2 separate regions of the Sus scrofa genome follow, and region 2 is linked to region 1. The links are chromatin contacts, called in public HiChIP or PLAC-seq maps. All regions are on one chromosome and are shown on one strand. The core of a region is the stretch at or near the end of the contact, and the rest is flanking DNA. Distances in the headings are between cores, read along the strand shown. Region 1 overlaps LPP (lipoma-preferred partner). Region 2 overlaps LPP (lipoma-preferred partner).

Region 1 (4,616 bases), core at 1,471-3,970:
TGCTGCTCTTTATGTAGATTTATATATGTATATAAATATACAGATATGTGCTTGTGTGTGTGTTTTCATATATTTCACACACATTTAATGAAGGAACAGAAATAATCTTGGCAATTCAGATATAAAACAAGTGCATTTACATGTTCTCTACTTTTTCCCCTATAAAATACCATAAAAATACAGAGCAGAACAAGTTTTCGATTGTAAATGGTTTGGACATTTTCAACTAAGAATTTTAAAACTTGGGTTTGTAGCCCAAGGGCAAAAGCAGTACGTGTATCCAAACTTTAGGACTGAAAGAAGAATGCCAAGTCATCTAGGCTGGTCCATCTAGTTAGAGAAGGGGCCATTTCTCTGTCCACTGGGGACTGTGCTGTCAGAGTTGTGAGAGAATCCTCTCTGGATTCCACTCCCAGGCACCATCCATTCAGCTGCCAAAGGAATGGCACACACTCAGAAGGCAGTCTTCAAAACACAAGGAGAGGAGGAAGAAAAAAAGAGAAAATATCCTGGCTTACCCTAACATAAAATGGTGAGCCTTCAGAGAAGTAAAATTGTAAAGCAATGAGGGTCAAACCAGTGCATTTTTTTTAAACATATATAATGATTTTTATTTTTTTCCATTATAGCTGGTTTACAGTGTTCTGTCAATTTTCCACTGTACAGCATGGTGACCCAGTTACACATACATGTATACATGCTTTTTTCTCACATTATCATTCTCCATCACAAGTGAGCAGACAAAGTTCCCAGTGCTACACCAAAGGAGCTCATTGCTAATCCATTCCAAATGCAATAGTCTGCATCTATTAACCCCAAGCATGCCATCCATTCCACTCCCTCGCCCTCCCCCTTGGCAACCACAAGTGTATTCTCCAAGTCCATCATTTTCTTTTTGGTGGAAAGGTTCATTTGTGCCATATATTAGATTCCAGATATAAGTGATATCATATAGTATCTGTCTTTCCCTTTCTGACTTACGTCATTCAGTGTGAGAGTCTCTAGTTCCATCCATGTTGCTGCAAATGGCACGATTTTGTATTTTTTATGGCTGAGTAGTATTGCATTGTGTATATATACCACAATTTCCTAACCCATTCATCTGTCAATGGACATTTAGGTTGTTTCCAAGTCTTAGCTATTGTGAATAGTGCTGCAATGAACATACGGGTGCATGTGTCTTTTTCAAGGAAAGTTTTGTCTGGATATAGGCCCAAGAGTAGGACTGCTGGGTCATATGGTAGTTCTATGTATAGTTTTCTAAGGTACCTCCATACTGCATTTTAACAACCCATACGAACTTGTTATTTAAAAAAAAAAAAAAGGCATAAAAATGCTAACGGCAACAACTTTAATGAACTTCTAACATGTTATTTTACCTTCTTGAGGACTCTGAATTCTCTAAATGAGTCACTGGTTCTCTACCAAATTACAAAAATGTTGAGTTATGCCATGGGATTTATATATTTATTTGTTCCTTTAGGTTGCCAGTTGAAATGTGAGGTTCCTGGAGAAATGTTCAAAGGACATGCTTATTTGCCAGAACTCAGGGGAAAAGCTTTATATCTCAAAGCATTTTTTTGTAAATAAAACAGGAAAACATATTTTCTAAACTCTTAAGGCAAAGATGTTTCATTTCCGTTATACCAAACAACTTTTGTTCAAATTGTTAAAACTTGTAGAAATGCTACATGAGTGGAATTTTTCAGAGAGGGAGAAAATTATATCACAGAAGGAACAAAGACCATCTTCACCAGTTTCAATGTTCAAAAAAGAAGCTGGTTGAAGAAATCTGGATTTGAGAAGTAAGATGGTGCGTAACGTATTAAAAAGTAAGACCCAGATATAGAAATATGAAAGGGAAAAAAAGTGAGGGAACAGGATGTAAAAATGAATAATTTAGATATAAAACATAAGGCATGAACCATGCCAATAAATAGACATAATTTAAATAGAAAATGTCCTGTGATTGTTTTAAGCCACGAACAAATTCACACAGACGCAAAAAAGACCAAAAGTAAAAAACAACATCTAAATCTATTTTTTCCTGGTCTAAAACTGGAAATAGGAGCTACTTTTTAAAGAAAAAAAATCCCTCATTTAATTCTTGTTCTTATCAGAGAACCTTTTTGTCAGTTTTAACAGCAGATTAATCACTTTCACAACCTACGGAAAAAGTTTTCTGGAAAGCATAACAGCCTGCAAGTGTAAATGACAGTATTACTTTTCCTGCAGCTCAGCCGCCTACAAATTCTCTCTCATCCATGACTCAGCATGAGGTAAAAGGAGCTAATGAAAAGGGCCACATTTTCTTTTAAAATTTGTGAACTTTCTTTCAGCATGTAGAACTGCTAAAAAAAAAAAAAAAAAAAAAAAAAAAAAAAAAAAAAAACCTCCCAAAAGCTAGATAGAAAAGTAAAGAGGCTCTCCATGAAAGCTTGTCAGTTACATACCTAGAACTAGAAACTTCCTTCCAAGTAATGTTAAAAGTAGATATGTTGGTTGCTGTTTTCTCCCACAACCCATCCAAGGCCTAACATTACAACCTATTGGGAACCAGTGTATGCACATTTCTATATTACATTTATAGGATTGTAGGGGGGTGATAAAATGTTGCTTTGCTGAAACCAAGATTTCAAAAGGAAAGACAGAAAACACAGAACTTTGTGGTCAAGACAGGGACTTGTCCTGGGGCTTTCCCTCCTAGCAAAATACCACTTGATTTGATTGTGTAAACAACTCTCTAGAAGCAGTCAGGTTCCTGCAGAGCCATCACAGAGGTAGGGTAATGATTTTTTATGGTATGTTTTTTTCACCCTCAGAAGGAACAATGTGATCACTTTGTTGGAAACATAAGTAAATTAGGGAAACCATCTTATTTATAAGCATTCATCAAATATTTACTGAGTGCTCAGTCTTTGTGAGACACTGCTAAGCACTGGGCAGCAGGGACAGGAAGCTTAACCGTAAGAACAGCATCTCTCTCTTTCTCAGGAGGTCAGTGTCTTCAGGGAATTTACAGCATGTGATCAAGTGGGAGGAGGAGGCTGGGACTAAATGAGCATTTACAGGGAAGGGTGCAAAGTATGGGGATTGGGAAATTCAAGGTAAATGATATAGGAGCACTGTTTAACAAGGGTATCTAAACTACATAAGAGCAGAAAAAGCTGCTGAACAATTTCTCAAGGGAAATGACATCTATGCTGAGACAAGGCAGCAGAGGGCTGGGGCCATGGATAGTGGTCCTGGTAGAGAAAATAGCATATGACTGTCCAGTAGCAGCTCAATACCGTTGGGGACCTGACAGAAGCCCAGTGTAGTTTCATAGAGCATAAGAAGGGCAGTAGTAAAAGAAGTCAAAAGGGCATATAACATCTTTTAAAAAGGGGGGGGGAATGGAGAAAAAGAAGTGCTTTACTAGTCCTAGTTTACATATGAGAGCAAAGCAAAAATGGTTACTTGTCCAGAATCACATAACAATGAGATTCAAAGTGAGATTCAAATCCATTTCTAATTGATTTCAAGGTCTGTTTACTTAATCATTCTGTTATACTACTGAGCTAAAAAACTAAGGTGTTAGGGAAATACTACAGTGAGATTTGCATTTTAGGAACAGATTGGGTGGCAGAAAAGGGGCTACCAAGAAACCAGTTAGGAGCGTTTTACCAACACCATACAAATATGGTACATGTGAAATCTGTTGAAGGCAGCGGAGATGGGAAGAAGCAGAAAGGTCTGTGAAATATTTGAGAGGTAAAATCGACAATAAGGGAAAGACAGGAGTGTAGACTTCTGGCTTAGGAATCTGGTTGGATGGTGACACCATTCAATTTAACAACACAGAAGGTAGAAAGAATTCTGGAGAGAAGTTGATGAATTTATTTTAGACATGTTGAGACTAAATCTTGTGTGATATATGCAAATGCACCAGGCTAATAAGCACTTAGAAAGGTCTGGATGTGAAGTGCAAGAAAGCTTGCTGAAACAGATCTACATAACAACATTACAACACAGGTAACTGAGGCCACAGAAGTGAGAGTCTCCAAATCAAGTATGGGAAGAATAACAATAACAGACTCTAGGAAAGACACCCCACACCCCTGACCCCCATCGCCACCACTACCAAAGAAACCAACATCCAAGGGAAGGCAGAACAAGAGGAGCTAAACAGATCCCTATATGGGGACTTGTTCAGAAAATTAGAAAGAAAACCAAGAGAGCATGAAAGACCTAGAAAAGTTGGCAAAAAGGTGTAAGTGTGCTGCTGGTTTAAACAGGAAAGGTACACAACGTAAAACTCTGGGAAAAGCTTACTGAAAGAGAGTCAATAGAGGCAAGGGTGAGCTGAAATACTGAATCATAGACTATAAGTTTGAAAAGAAGAAATACAATCAAGAGACTGATGGGGAAATAGAAATAAAGATAATAGAAGGCGAAGATGTTAAAAAACAGTAGAGTGGGAGTTGTCTAACCTGGAGCTGAAAACCTACAGGGTTGTATTTTTGTTTTCTTTAGTTTTGTTTTATGATTTTCTGATTAATGAACAGAGCAATGATAAGATCAAAGGTGTAACCCTGGGATTGGTGGCTACAACTGAGTGGAGATAAAAGTCACAG
Region 2 (4,616 bases), core at 643-3,142, 210 kb before region 1:
ACTCGCCTTACACCACACTTCTCCCTCAGCCTCTGAGCTCTAAGCACACTAGCCTTCTTTCAGTTCCTCAGGTCAGCTCCACTGTCTGAGATGGCTAAACTCACTTACTCTTCCTGGCTCAGGGAAGGAGCACTTCCTCTGGAAGGCTTTCTTGACCCCTCCGTCTGGGTCAGATTCCTTTGTTTTAAGACCATCCTCTTTCCTTTTAAGACAATGGGCATTCTGTCCATCTCCCTTAACAGAGCACAAACTTCCTGAGAACAGGCTACTTGTCTGTTCTGGCTCACCACCAAATATCTGATCCCTGACGTGTGGTGGGCTCTCAATCACTAATTGTTGAATGATTAAATAAACATTTTCTTCCTCAAAAATAAGGTATATCCCCCAATTGTGGAGAGCTAGAGGTTAATTTACCTAGTTGGGGCAAATGGATTTTATTTCTTAGTTATTATTTTAAAGCAGACCAAGATAGAAAACATATAGAAGAATAAAAATAAATCATATTATGGTAAAGTGGTCTTTTAAATACTTTAAGCTAAAGAACACACAAGATTTGATTTGGAAAATTCCAGGAAAGCATACTGATGATGATGATGATGATGATGATGATGGCGGTGAAAGCATGCAGAGACTAGCTAAATGTACACCAAACCACTTCCTCTTCTTTGGGGGCACACAGTGGCTACATTTCCAAGCATTCTTTGCAAGTGTAGCCAAATGACTGAGTCCCGGTCAATGGAATATGAGCAGAAAGGAACATTACACCATATTTGCCAGCTGGCCCATAAACATCCCCACTAGGACCTCAGAAGTTCCTCAGTGCTGTGTCTTCCCTCTCCTGCCCAGTGTAGAGAATCTAGCATGGGACCCGTCAACTCTAGTGGATGACGGAGCCAGTGGACCGAATAAGGCAGAGCCCCATCCCCCAGTTGGAAAGCACCTGCCAGATAGCTGATTTTATCACAGAGAAATAAAATCTTGTGTTAAATCACTAAGGTGTGGGGGTTTATTTGTGACAGCAGTCAGTATTATTTGGCCAAACTAATATATAAGGCATGACATTAAGAAAGTTATATTTTTTGAGTTATCTTTCTCCCTAATGTTTGAGGTGAAAGCATAAGGGTAGATTTCAAATCTACTTCTAACTTGGCTTTTCTGTCCAGTTCTACTGCTCCATTTCTCAGTGGTTGTAGATTCCCAGGGATGCAAAAGAACTTAGGGCCATTATGTCCAGCTCCTAGCCAGTGCAGAAAGTAATCCTTGTCATCACAGGTCATCAACAGCCTCAGTCAAGACCTTCATAAGAGAGAAAGTGGGAGGGACCCTTGAGGTGGCTCTTTTCACCTTATATTCATTGTTACAAAATCCTTTATTTATGCTGAACCCCCAAATATCCTCTATGGCTTATTCCAATGACTTATTCTTTTAGCACTTAAAGAAATGGGTTTTAAAAACTATGTGTTCCTCCTTATCTTCTAATATAAATCCAGTAAAACATAAATTGGGAGGAGGATAGAGTGGTGGGAGACAACCACAGCCGCTTGAACTACAGGTGCAGAATATGCCAGAAAGTTTGAGAAAAGAAGTCTAAATTCACTTGTTACACTGGTGATCCTGGGGAACTAGGGAGTTATCTTCCTTAGAAATGAGCCATTAAAATAATGTCAGACTTCTATATGATATTTGATTATTAAATAATCTGAAGTAACGTACTTTCACCATCAGTACAATGGAAAAAAGAGACTTGAATCTTTTATCTTTATAATCTCTTCCTTCTAGATTTCTAAATAACAGAAGACTTCTCTGTGCCTCTGACTGCTATCTGCTAGCCCCTCTGAAGCTAACGGCCACCACAGCCAGGCTCGCTGTGATGTGGACAGTGCCCACCAGAGGGACTAGAGGCACACTCACAGTTCACAGCCCGGGTTCCTCCCCTCTTCAGAGCTTCAAGATTGCTGTGGCTTCCACTCTTTATAAAATTCTTCCCTCACTCCAAAAAGTGAGGAAGTTTTCAACTAAATGTAGCTTCATCTTTATCTTACTCTATCCACAGAGCTAAACTTGAATGTGGTGCCTCATGTATCCCAAAAGTCTTATTAGCAGAGTAGGGGACTCAGCGGAGGAACCCACTTTGATTTTACCTGATTTCTGATTTCAACGCACATTATGAGTGAGTGGGGAAGAGGAGGTACAGGTTCATCTAATCCATTCTTATTTGCTTTCTGCTATTTCTCCTCTGCCTCAGGGTCAGCAGGGTAAGTTTATTTACTCCTAGAAGAAATCTGTACATTTTTAGATGGTTTCCACTGCACTGCACTGTGTCATTGGGAGCCCTTCAGAAGAAGAGGGAACAAATAATTCTAAATTTCTGCCAGTGCAAATCTGAATTCTTAAGACTTTTAATAAGAGGTTTACTGAAACCCTAAACAGAAAGGTAGGATTTGCAGCCCTGCTTCAAAACTGGTAATGCCTGGCACAATCAGAGGTGGAGTCAGTGAGCCTGCATTAGGTGGGAGGAAAAAGGGTTATTATGGTGCCACTCCCTAAACCCATAAACATTGACTGACATGCCGAACCAATCCGACCAGAGCAGAAACTAGGAAAGATGGAAAACAAGTCTCAGAGTGAGAAAGATTCCAAGTATAGTATGATTCCAAAACTGTTTAACGATCTTGAAGGACATTAAACTGTCCATTCCTATCTTGTCCTAAAAACTCTGAACTTATGCCCAATCAGGCTGCACAGTGCTTGGGCTGAGGGGACAGAACAAGGGGATGGAGGCAGTGGGAAGGGAATCTAGCACAGGAGCAAGAGCAGGGTGTTCAGGCTCAGAAGATGTGGGGTTTGTATTGTCTAGAGCTCATTCACTCAGTGCGCACTGATAAAGCATCTTCTACATGTCAGGCACCAGGTTGTGGCAGGGGCTATAACAGAGTCTTCAATATATCGGAGGACAGAAACTTTCCCTGGCCTCAAAGAGTGGGGATGCAGACAAACCCAAAACCAGACTAAAAAGTAATGGGTGCTAGGAAGGGACAGCAAATCCCTATGAACTGTACACACCAGTAACACAAAACAGTCTTGAGAGGCCAGAGAGTCTCCACAGAGGAAGTGAAAAGACAACTGAGATCTGACAGATGGGAAAGTACTCTAGGCAGAGAAAGACTATGTGCCGAGGGCTGTGAGTGGACCAACCACAGTTAGACTGGAAAAGAGCAAGTGGCCCAATGTGATTAGAGTGGAGACAGAAGGAATGAGGCTGGAGATGCACAAAAGGTCTGTATTTGCTCAGCCACCATCAGGCACTCACTTATTCAACACAAGCTAACCTGCTGAAGGCCAGGGACAAAAGGTCCCACAGACGAGGGCACATTAAAATACATTAAGTTTTTCATTTATACACAGAATAACTAGAGACAGGGAGCACTGGGAAGAGGAACCCACTGAAGGGTTTGAATAGGGGAGCAACACGATTAGCTATGATTTTCAGAAAAATCATTCTACTGTTAAGAAGATATTCTGGAGTAGGAGGCAAATGTGAGTCTAGGTGGCAAAAGGGCCAGAGGGAGGTAGAAGTGGCCAAGCACTCCTTTGTCTCAGATGTAGGGCCTTTATTTGCAGAAAAAGGCACTTGTTGAGAAGTGACTGGGGGCCTCTGGAGCAGCTCACTCTGAGGCCTGTGCCCCAGGACTGCTGACACGTCACAAGGTGCAGGAAAGGCCAAAGATTAGTTACCTGCTTGCTGTTGGTTTGGGGCGAAGGTGGCAATTCAGACTTGCTGAATGAGATTAGTAATTTTCTTTTTACTTTAAAAGTCATACACATTTAAAGCTTCCAAAGAGTGAGTGTGTGTGTGTGTGTGTGTGTGTGTGTGTGTGTGTGCATTTTAAGGTTTTTCTTCTTGGGTCAATTAAATTGGGCAAACCAATGAAAACTACTACAGCTCGCTGGAATAAGAAAAGTTAGGAGTTCCCGTCGTGGCTCAGTGGTTAACAAATCCGACTAGGAACCATGAGGTTGCAGGTTCGATCCCTGCCCTTGCTCAGTGGGTTGAAGATCCGGCGTTGCCGTGAGCTGTGGTGTAGGTCACAGATGCAGCTCAGATCCCATGTTGCTGTGGCTTTGGCGTAGGCCAGTGGCTGCAGCTCTGATTGGACCCCTAGCCTGGGAACCTCCATATGCCGCGGGAGTGGCCCTAGAAAAGGCAAAAAGACAAAAAAAAAAAAAAAAAAAAAAAAAAACCCAAAACAAAAAAAAAAGTTACCTAAGCTGGATGATAACTTTACAAATTTTTATATCTATATACTTGTATACTCATTTAAAAATCGAGTTGGTACAGAAGAATATATAAAGTGGAAAAACCCCAGTCCAGAAGTAACCACCAAAAAAAAGTTGACAATTCCTACAATTTCTTTATGCTTGTACATGCGTGGGTGGGTGTGTGCAGACACACACACACACATTCACAAAAAACAGTCTTTTAAGAAGTTGTTCTTTAAACACAAATGAGATTCTTTATGTACTGTTCTGTTTCTTGCTCATTGTTTTTCCTTAAACTAGTTTTTCTGGGTGTCTTTTTTTTTCTAATAGTCTTCCTGTTACTGTATAAAACTGCT

The links. HiChIP or PLAC-seq counts read pairs in DNA pulled down with a chosen protein or histone mark.
Region 2: a contact with region 1 is called in an H3K27ac HiChIP or PLAC-seq map of alveolar macrophages. The contact joins two enhancer-like sites. A contact is called at or near these places in 2 of 2 datasets of contacts at active chromatin or transcription factors (alveolar macrophages and skeletal muscle).

Annotation. Positions count from the first base shown.
Region 1 is chr13:126,175,620-126,180,235 of Sscrofa11.1, reverse strand. The region is part of intron 5 of LPP (lipoma-preferred partner); the gene reads right to left. Among named protein-coding and RNA genes, the nearest start is that of MIR28, 100 kb to the left of the region's middle. Within about 2 kb of position 2,720, at least 6 of the 83 cell types and tissues checked have an H3K27ac peak or open chromatin away from gene starts, as enhancers often do. A contact at or near this core is called in alveolar macrophages, where this site is marked.
Region 2 is chr13:126,384,512-126,389,127 of Sscrofa11.1, reverse strand. All of the region lies in intron 8 of LPP (lipoma-preferred partner), which reads right to left. Among named protein-coding and RNA genes, the nearest start is that of MIR28, 100 kb to the right of the region's middle. Within about 2 kb of position 1,892, at least 5 of the 83 cell types and tissues checked have an H3K27ac peak or open chromatin away from gene starts, as enhancers often do. A contact at or near this core is called in alveolar macrophages, where this site is marked.